3 separate regions of the Zea mays genome follow, and regions 1 and 2 are each linked to region 3. A link is a contact called in public Hi-C data. All regions are on one chromosome and are shown on one strand. The core of a region is the stretch at or near the end of the contact, and the rest is flanking DNA. Distances in the headings are between cores, read along the strand shown. Region 1 holds the start of LOC100285572 (calmodulin binding protein). Region 2 holds the start of LOC124188254. Region 3 holds the start of LOC100279149 (alanine aminotransferase10).

Region 1 (2,766 bases), core at 154-2,653, 190 kb before region 3:
TTGGTTCACATGAAACGAAAGAATACGCATCAAATTAAATTACAAGGGAACAAAAAGGAGTGGGGTGGGGAGATAAAAACGGCCGCCGGCGGCCACTTCTGCGTCGAGCTGCATCGCCGTCAAGGTTTCGGGACTGCTTGCGGTATGCGGACGGATCATGTCGGCCTGCCACGACTACTGGAGTTGGAGGCGGCGGGTGGTACGGGATGGCTGCTGCTGCTGCCGCCGCCGCCGCCCCCGAGCTTCCGGCTGATGCTGTGGATCGCCGGGTTGGAGCGCAGGTAGCCGAAGAGGCTGTTGCGGTGGAACGGCAGCGGCGTGGTGGCCGTCGTCCGGCGCCGCGCGTCCTCGGCCGCCGCCGCCCCCCGGGGCACGGCGTACGGCATCGGCATGTCGCTGGCCGACGCCGCGGAGCCTCTCCCCTTGCGCATGGACGCGCTGCCGTCGCCGCCGGTCCGCAGCGTCTGCTGGGACGACGACGACAGCATGGTGTACTTGAACAGCGGGTCCTTGCTGCCGCCGCCGGTGGTGGCGCGGCCCTCCGACGCGCTGCGGAACAGGAACAGGTCCTTGAGCCGCCACTTCTTGCTGCCGCTGCCGCAGCCCCGCATCATGGAGGTTCGGGGAGACGGAGGGGACTCCTCGTCGTCGTCCACGCCTCCTCCTCCGCCGCCGCCGCCCCTGACCCTGAACGGGGACAGAGACCTCGTGGCCCTCCTACTCCTCGACGAGGCCGCCGCCGCCGCCGCCGCCGTCGAGGCGGCGGGTCTGTAGCCCGACCTGCCTCTCTCCAACGGTGCCTCCGCCCGACGATCCGCGCCGCCGGCTCTTCTCGGGGACCACCGAGGGCCACCGGAATAGGAGGAGCTCGAGGCGTCGTCGGCCAGCGGGATGCTCGGGTGCGGCGTGTTCAGCGGCCGGATCCTGCCGCCCTCGAAGAGCTCGTCGGCGGCCGCGAGGGTCGGCGTGGCCTCCTGCAGCTGCCCGCTGAAGCCGAGCGTGAAGTCGAACGTGGCCTCGTCGCCCGAGCCCGGCGTCGTGGTCGTGGCGGTGGCGGCGCCCCCCGCGCAGCTCGCCCTGGACGGGCTCGTCGGCGCGCTGGAGTAGAAGTAGCAGTAGGCCGGGAGGTGGTCGCCGGCGATGGCCGCGGTTCTTGGGCTGCACGGCGCACTTGGCGCCATGACAGGCACCACCACCTCCATCTCGAATCCTCCTCGTTCGCTTCTGGCTCTCTCTCTCTCTTTACCACCTCCTATCCTATGTCGTCTTTGCTTGCTTGCTTGCTCCTTTAAAAGGCCTTGGGATTTCGTTTTTGTAGAGTCAAGTTTTTGGCTGGGAGTACTATACTGGTAGAGAGAGAGAAAGGTATTCCTCATACTCCAACCGAGGAAGGCAGAAGGAAGCTCGAGAGAGAGATAGAGAGATGGAGACGTTAAAAGCCGTCTCCAATTAAGACATCAACCATGCATGTGGTCGTATACACAACTTGGTTTAGTTTAATACTAATAATATAAAGCACTACTTGATACTATATATGAGCAGATTATTAGTTTGTCAACTTTGTTTCATCCATGCGGCCGCGCTTGCAGACTAGCTAGAGGAGGACTGCAGGCATGTTTGGTTCACTACCTCAGTTGTCACATTTTGCCTAACTTTTCTGTCTAAGGTTAGTTATTCAATTCGAACAAATAATCTTAGGCAAAGTGTGGCACATTTAGCCACAAACCAAACAGGCACTGCGACTGGCAACCGTGGGGGACGCCAAGACGATAGGTTTTGTATGGCAGATGGCACGCACGGTGAGATGCTCTGCAGTGAAATTTTTACATTTTTGTTTTTTAGAAACTTTTCTATAAACAAACTTTTCACAAAACTATATCTAAAAATGGATCCGAAGTTCGAAGTTCGATGTCACAGTATGAGACTCATTGTTTTAAACCAACTCAAATCATGAGGAAAAGGTCAACAATTATGAGATGTATGCTTAAGAGACTCTTCTTCAAACAAGAAGAAGGATTTGACTCTCAAAACCTAGAGTTTTGAGTGTTGTGATCATTCGGAGAGTTTGTTGGTGATCCATTCAAGCTTGCAGATAATTGTGAGTAGTTCATTGTGGCGGTGTGGTGAAGAACCATCTTGCAAAAGGGCACTTGATCTTTATGTGGACCAAGGGGAAGCAACACCTTTGCCTAGGTGCCCAGACCCTGGTGTCGAGTCGACTAATACAAAGGTTTGTGGCTGGTTGTTAACTGATGTGTAAGGGCCCTACTGTCACGATAGATAATAACAGATAGAGACTAAAATAAAATAAAATAGAGAGACTAAAAATAACCCGTTTATTTTTTTAACTATTTTGACAAATGAACGCACCCCCGACCAGCTCTGAAGTTGTTTTAGGAGTTGTGTAAAAAAGGGCATAGAAACTCTGAGAATTTCTGGCGCTACGCGTCAAGCAATGGGATGGCGAAAAATCATAAAACTGCCTGGACATGTAAAGTTTGATTAAGAATTTCATCACATTAATTTAGCAAGGTATAATTTGATTTACTTCTCACCGGCCGGGAAGTAGATGAAAAAAACTCATAATGTTCCAAACACACACGAGGCGACCGTTGTTCCTCTCGCCTCAGACATCAGGTCGTACGTGCTAGCTTCGTTGAGAGACGACGACGATTGAACAACGAAGACGTACTACTGCATCGTCGACGCGACGAGCTGAGATCGAAACATACAACGGCGAGAGCAACTGAGTATATACAATCACGT
Region 2 (2,809 bases), core at 186-2,685, 130 kb before region 3:
GCATGTCAATTACTTCGGCACGAGGTGGAAGAGAATAGTTGTGGATGCATCTACGATCAGGATGGATCTCAGAATCAGTGAACCCAAGAATATGAGCAAAGCGCCGGTAGCTCACCTTATACCACTGTCCTTCAATGTTGAAATTCATGTATGGATAGGCATAGGCACCCAAATCATCACTGCTCAGCTTCACCCATAGAGTTGAGTAAAATTGGGCTATCACTTCGTCGTTCCAATCATAAGAGAAAAGCATGATGTTCTTCATTCCTTTAGCCTCACATGCTCGCAGAGCTCTAGTCATTTCCTTATCTCTCATCTGCTCACATTCAGCCCAATTTATAGATCTTTGTTTGATGATAGGTTGGTGCTTCTTAGTCATGATTACTGAGTTGTAGAAGTCCACATGAAAGAGATTCCAAAATCTGTGACCGTCAATTCGATTATCTCTTGCCCACTTCATTGGATTTTCATACCTTATGTATTGAAGCAAACTGTTGCTGCCCGCACTGTAATCCATTTGAGGTTCATTTGGATTACGACGGGCTTTGGCCCTGTGTAGCACAAGATCCCTAATGAGAGGAGCATCATCCGGAGGAAGTGCTACAACATCATCTTTTTTACCATCATCATCACTAGCTGGTTCATCCGCATTTGGATCTGCCACACGGCGAGGGCATTGCCCTGCGAATTTTCGCCGAAGAGAGGGAAATCTCTCACCTCTTGTTGCGTGAACAGTTTGGGGCCGAGCGCTGCTCTCACTGTCACCTTGAGCCTGCCTGTTGACTGGACCGGTTTGAAAGAGGCGAGGACGTTTCTCATGAATTTCTTCTTCACTTTCGATTTGATTGTCCATTTCACCTTCGCTTCCCTCAATAATGGACGGATTTCTTCTGCGGACCATCTTCTAAGAGAAGGATAAACACAAAGGGGGTGAGCCTAGATTGATTGAGAAAAGAAACTAGTCAAGAATAGGATCGAGAGTGGGGCTAAACTGTGTGGGGGCGGTTCAGCCGCCGTTGCACAGTCAAAAGCCGCCACGAGAGATTTTTTTCTCTCTCTCTCTCTCAAACTATCCATCCAAAACTTCGAATTCTTTTGAGCACTTGTTCCATGTTGCAGTGTGAGCCTTGGCTCCAAAGGGATTCGACTTAAATGCCTTAAAAAGTAGATCGAGGATACAAAAGGTAAAATACCTTGAGAAGAGAAGTTCCCGTGCAAATGAAGATTTGAAACTTGAGAAAGGGGAGGGAGGGGCACGTGATGAGAGAGATCCAAATCCAACAACCCTTGCCCCTCAAACTGAACTCCGCGGGATCTAGAACGAGGAAGTGATTTCTTTGGAGCAGAGAGGAGAGGTGAGGAGATGCTGTCTTTTTTGAACCTGAGGAGGAGAGGAATAAGTGAGAGAAGAGAGAAGAATAGAGTGGGGTTTATCCCTCGGACAGCTGATGGACTGGGACCGGTTGAACCGTTTCTGAAGTCGGCTCAACCGGCAACAGGTCTACGAGAGAAGGCCCACCGACCCGTTCACTTTTGTTATCGCTGGTCCAAAGTCGAAACACTATAATATTTCTATTTATTACCTTTTATTAAAACCCGGTGGAGTTTGAGCTTCTCCCCGCGCTTCACGGGCAGTCCGCCACAGCTCGAACGACGTGTGGCTTGAGTACGGCGTCGTCAGACAGGAACCAGCTTCCGGACCCGAGTTTTTTATGCAATCGAGTTGTGAGTGGTTCCTCCCTACCTCTCCCGTCGCACCTCGCCCTCTCCCTTGCCCTGCCCCAGATCTCGGCCTTCAGTCCTCGCTGCCGCCGCGACTTGCTCGCCCCGTCTCCCTCCGGCCCCGCCTCATCGCGGCCGTGGTGGCCAAGGAACACGAGCTCATTGGAAAACACTCTTAAATAAAGCTTCCAATGAACAAGACAGGAGCTCGACTTCGCCTAGCTCCGAACAAGCGGTCGACGAGGCGGAGGTCTCGCGTCCTGCGTGCGTCGCGCCGTTGCCTGGCTCCGTCCTCGCCGTTCCTCTGTAGAAGCTGGCCGCTGACCCCCGCCCGCCTCCGCTTGGCCGTCTGGCCGCCCCCCGCGTGGTCACCTAGATGGCTGGCCGTGCCCCTAGATTTGGGTTCCTATCTTGTTAGGACTTCCATCTTCGTTCATTTTGCTGTGTGTCCGTCAGATAGATGACTAATGCATCCTCAAAGTTCTCCAAGGCGGAGCCTTGCATCTTTGTGTGTTTGATTTGGTTGAGCTGCAACCCGTGCTGCTGTCCTTTTCAGTATAAAAAAAAAGATTTAGATGTAGGTTGGCATTCGGATGAAAAATGGACCGTGAAAAAAAGGAGGTCCATTCACCTCGTGTTCTGTCATTTGAGCACGGATCCTTTAGTGTATCGGAAAGCGTGATATTTCTGATAATCTTCTGCTTTTCAGAGAAAAGCTTTGAGTAATTGAGATGTATATTCCTCTATTGAAAGAAAAAGAGGGGTTTTCAAGCAATATGAAAGCCTGATGCTTTCGTTCTTCGTTTTATTTAAGATCACTTTCCTCCCTTGTTCTTATGAAATGTGCAACTCTTTAATCAGGGATGGCAACCGATAGTGAAGCCTCGAAGGCAGCTGAGGTTGTGGTTGACTGGCATAAACAGGACAAAAAGAGGATGCTCCATGCAGTTTACCGTGTTGGGGATCTGGACCGCACAATCAAGTATGCTGTTGTATTGTAAATGACATTTGCAACACCTGCAGCTATGATTATGCTTTTTTATGTGACATAATATGATTCTGGTAGGTACTACACAGAATGCTTTGG
Region 3 (3,048 bases), core at 495-2,994:
CAACGTACGCCTGTTGGAGTATTCTCAGTATTAATTCTCCCCGGTCATAAAAACTAGTTAGGCCCAACCTGTTGGTGGTGGGGGGTGGGGATGTATTTTATGGTTTTACTGCGATATATAATAGTACTACTTTCATACTCGAATATTTATCACCGGTTAATTTATTTTTAGACTAAATCACGATAAATAAAATGAACGTAGGTAGGGCATGTTTAGTTCGCTGGCTAATTTACTACACTTTGTCTAACTTTTCTGTTTAAGGTTAGTTCTTAAATTCAGACGACTAACATTAGATAAAGTGTGACATAGTTAGCCACGAACTAAACAGACATGTAGTATTTTAGTGCTAAAGACGTTTGCTTGGTCCTCCAACTGCAGCGTTTGTAGGGTTTTGGGTTTTCCTTTTTGGTTAGAGTTTTGAATACTCAAGTGGGGTCGGGACAAAGTTTTCGTGGCACCGGTGCGTCCACGCCTCGCTCTCGTACTCCCGCGCAGGCACCTACTACCTGTTCTCCCCTCTCCGTACGTCCTTCTCTCTCCGCTGCCCTGTCACGTGCATTGGGATTTGGGAAGAGTGGCACTGTGGCACACGCGATTCTCTTTCCTTTGCCGGTTGATCCGGTTCCTACGTCCTACCTACCCACTACCCTCTACTCCAAGGTCGTAGTTGGAGGAGGTAGAGGTAGATCCACATCCAGTCCAGTCCAGCCCCGTCGCGCGGAGAGGACAAGCGGATCCTGTTCCTGTCCCTCCTGCATGCATGCGGCCCGACGTTGTGCATGCATGCAAACAGCCATGTGGACTGAAGCAGAACAGTTTTTTTTTTTTAAAAAAAAAGAGCAAACACATTGGGTCCGTCCATTTAGGAGAGCGGCAAGGACAAGTCACGTTGTACTGGCTTGTGCACTTCTTGGCGCAACACTGTAGGTAGGAACAGTCACTTCACTAGCTTGCCGCAGTAGCACTCAGATTCTGCATTGTAGTCTGCTGTTGCCTGTTTGTGCGTGTGGTTTGGGTGCAGTAGAGGAAAATCATAGTGCTCACTCCGTCCCAAATTAGTATCACGTTTGAGATCTTTTGAAATGGCGTGCATCAAGCATTGTATGAATCTATCAATAAAAGCCTTGGGACGGATTCTCATACTAACGGAAGTACTAGTCTTTATGTTATAGAGACATACAGTGGTATTTCTAACAATGGTATTTTTTTGTAAACCATGCTGGTTTTTTAAAAAGCTGAGCTACCACACAGCGGCTTATAACTGTTAGCGCTGCTGTGACCAACTACCCTGATTGCTAATAAATAGTAACTTGACAACTTGAACGTTTTGGGTTGGGCAGACAAGGACATTTTAAGGACGTACGTGTGGTGTGTGTAGTGTGTACCAACCACCAAACAAGGCCTTCAATAGGGTTGCTCTCCAGTGGCGGTCCAAGCTGCGGACCCATTGCTGCCGTGGATATTTTCGTACAGGCACAACAGGAGGGGTCGGGACTCGGGACCGTGGTGATTGGGCCAGACAACAACTCGATACCTGCAGCAGCAGCTAGCGTACGTACGTCACAGCCAGGCTGGCTCGCAGGTCGCAGCACACACGACACGACGACCGGGATATGGTCACCGCCGCGCCATGCATGCACATGCATGGTAGTGAAACGCCACGGTATATCTACTACCATCAGATCAGGTAGTATAAAAAAAAGCCTACGGGGTACTGCTACCTCAACGAGCGTATCTGCTTTTTTTTTTGGTAAAAGAATTTGTTTTTGCAAAGCTAGCTCCTACGCTGCCGCCGCCATGCACCGCTTCGCCGCCGACAGGGCGCGCCGCGCGGTGGCCGCGTCCCTGCGCGGCGCAGCTTCCAGAGCAGCAGCAGCGCCGTCGCGTCACGCTCCGGCGCCTCGCCATCCAACCTCCCCAGTCGGGGCGGCGGCGCCGGTTGCTGCCGCCGCCATGGCGAGGGCCGCCATGTCCACGGCGGTCGCGGGCGTGCCACCACCGGTGTCGCTCGACACCATCAGCCCCAAGGTGCCGCCAGTGTCGCTCGACACCATCAACCCCAAGGTGCCGCTTTTGTGCCCCCGGCCCCTCCCTCCCCTTCTTCTTTGGTTCCTCTGTTTAGCTAGTTTGGGATGCTCTCTGTCTGGTGGACAGCAAACCGTGCGCATGCATGTCCGTGCAAAACGCTGTTCCGTTTGCACTTAGGAGGAGTACTTGTTTTGCACTAATTGCTGGAGAGATAGCCTAGTGTGCTGTGCTGTGCTGCTGCTTTTTTAGTTGGGTCGCCCTGTTCCGTTCGTGCTGTAATCGTTGGGAGTCCAGTGTCCATGGACTGCAAACTAACTGTATTACCCTCTGTCAATTGATGTGATTTGTTTTTGTTCCTTCAGGTCTTGAAGTGTCAATTTGCAGTCCGGGGAGAGATTGTCACACGTGCTCAGGTATGTCAAATATAAACCCCCCCAAAAAAAACGAAAAGAAATATAATCGATAGTAATTTTTTGCGTCTCGAGTAACTTGGAGAATGGAGATATTTATCGCTACCCCACGTTCTTAATTCAAAAAAAAATCAACTCCTGTCCCATACTACTTCTTATTATTTGAAAGAGGAGTTAGGCTAGAAGTCGATCCTGTCTGTATATGCTGACGCTGACATTATACAACCTTACATTTATTATTTGAAAGAGGAGTTGACTACGAGGGAATTGTTTCTAAAACGATTCTGTTTGACTCGGTTATGATCTTGATTTCCTTGTTGCAGAAATTGCAACAAGAACTGCAGAGAAATCCAGAATCGCTTCCTTTTGATGAGGTTTGTATTCTGGATCCCATGAGCTAGCTACTAGCTGCATCTCTCTTCGCTTATTGCTTTCGATGGTCAATGGAGTTTATGTTACACTTACACCTATTTATTTTAATGGCAGATACTCTACTGTAACATTGGAAATCCCCATTCCATTGGCCAACAGCCAGTTACCTACTTCAGAGAAGTGAGTCTGCGTTCCTTGGTGTTTTGGTTGTGGAACAACAACCGATGGAACGGTTCAT

Evidence for each region. A called contact is a pair of places that touch in the nucleus more often than the background predicts.
Region 1: a contact with region 3 is called in a Hi-C map of leaf, with 4 times the contacts expected there. The contact joins the promoter of LOC100285572 here to the promoter of LOC100279149 in region 3. A contact is called at or near these places in 4 of 25 Hi-C or Micro-C datasets (endosperm, leaf and tassel).
Region 2: a contact with region 3 is called in a Hi-C map of root tip, with 2.1 times the contacts expected there. The contact joins the promoter of LOC124188254 here to the promoter of LOC100279149 in region 3. A contact is called at or near these places in 7 of 25 Hi-C or Micro-C datasets (bundle sheath, ear, endosperm and 2 more).

Annotation. Positions count from the first base shown.
Region 1 is chr2:218,505,270-218,508,035 of Zm-B73-REFERENCE-NAM-5.0, reverse strand. It overlaps LOC100285572 (calmodulin binding protein), which reads right to left and starts at 1,403. Exons shown (of 1, transcript NM_001158463.2): 1 at 1-1,403. The coding sequence starts at 1,202. The coding sequence ends at 156.
Region 2 is chr2:218,445,274-218,448,082 of Zm-B73-REFERENCE-NAM-5.0, reverse strand. It overlaps LOC124188254, which reads right to left and starts at 1,435. Exons shown (of 2, transcript NM_001401381.1): 1 at 1,194-1,435; 2 at 1-904. The coding sequence starts at 901. It also overlaps the pseudogene LOC100382199 and the pseudogene LOC124188255.
Region 3 is chr2:218,310,976-218,314,023 of Zm-B73-REFERENCE-NAM-5.0, reverse strand. LOC100279149 (alanine aminotransferase10) reads left to right here and starts at 1,744. Exons shown (of 14, transcript NM_001346063.1): 1 at 1,744-2,064; 2 at 2,391-2,441; 3 at 2,762-2,812; 4 at 2,925-2,990. The coding sequence starts at 1,798.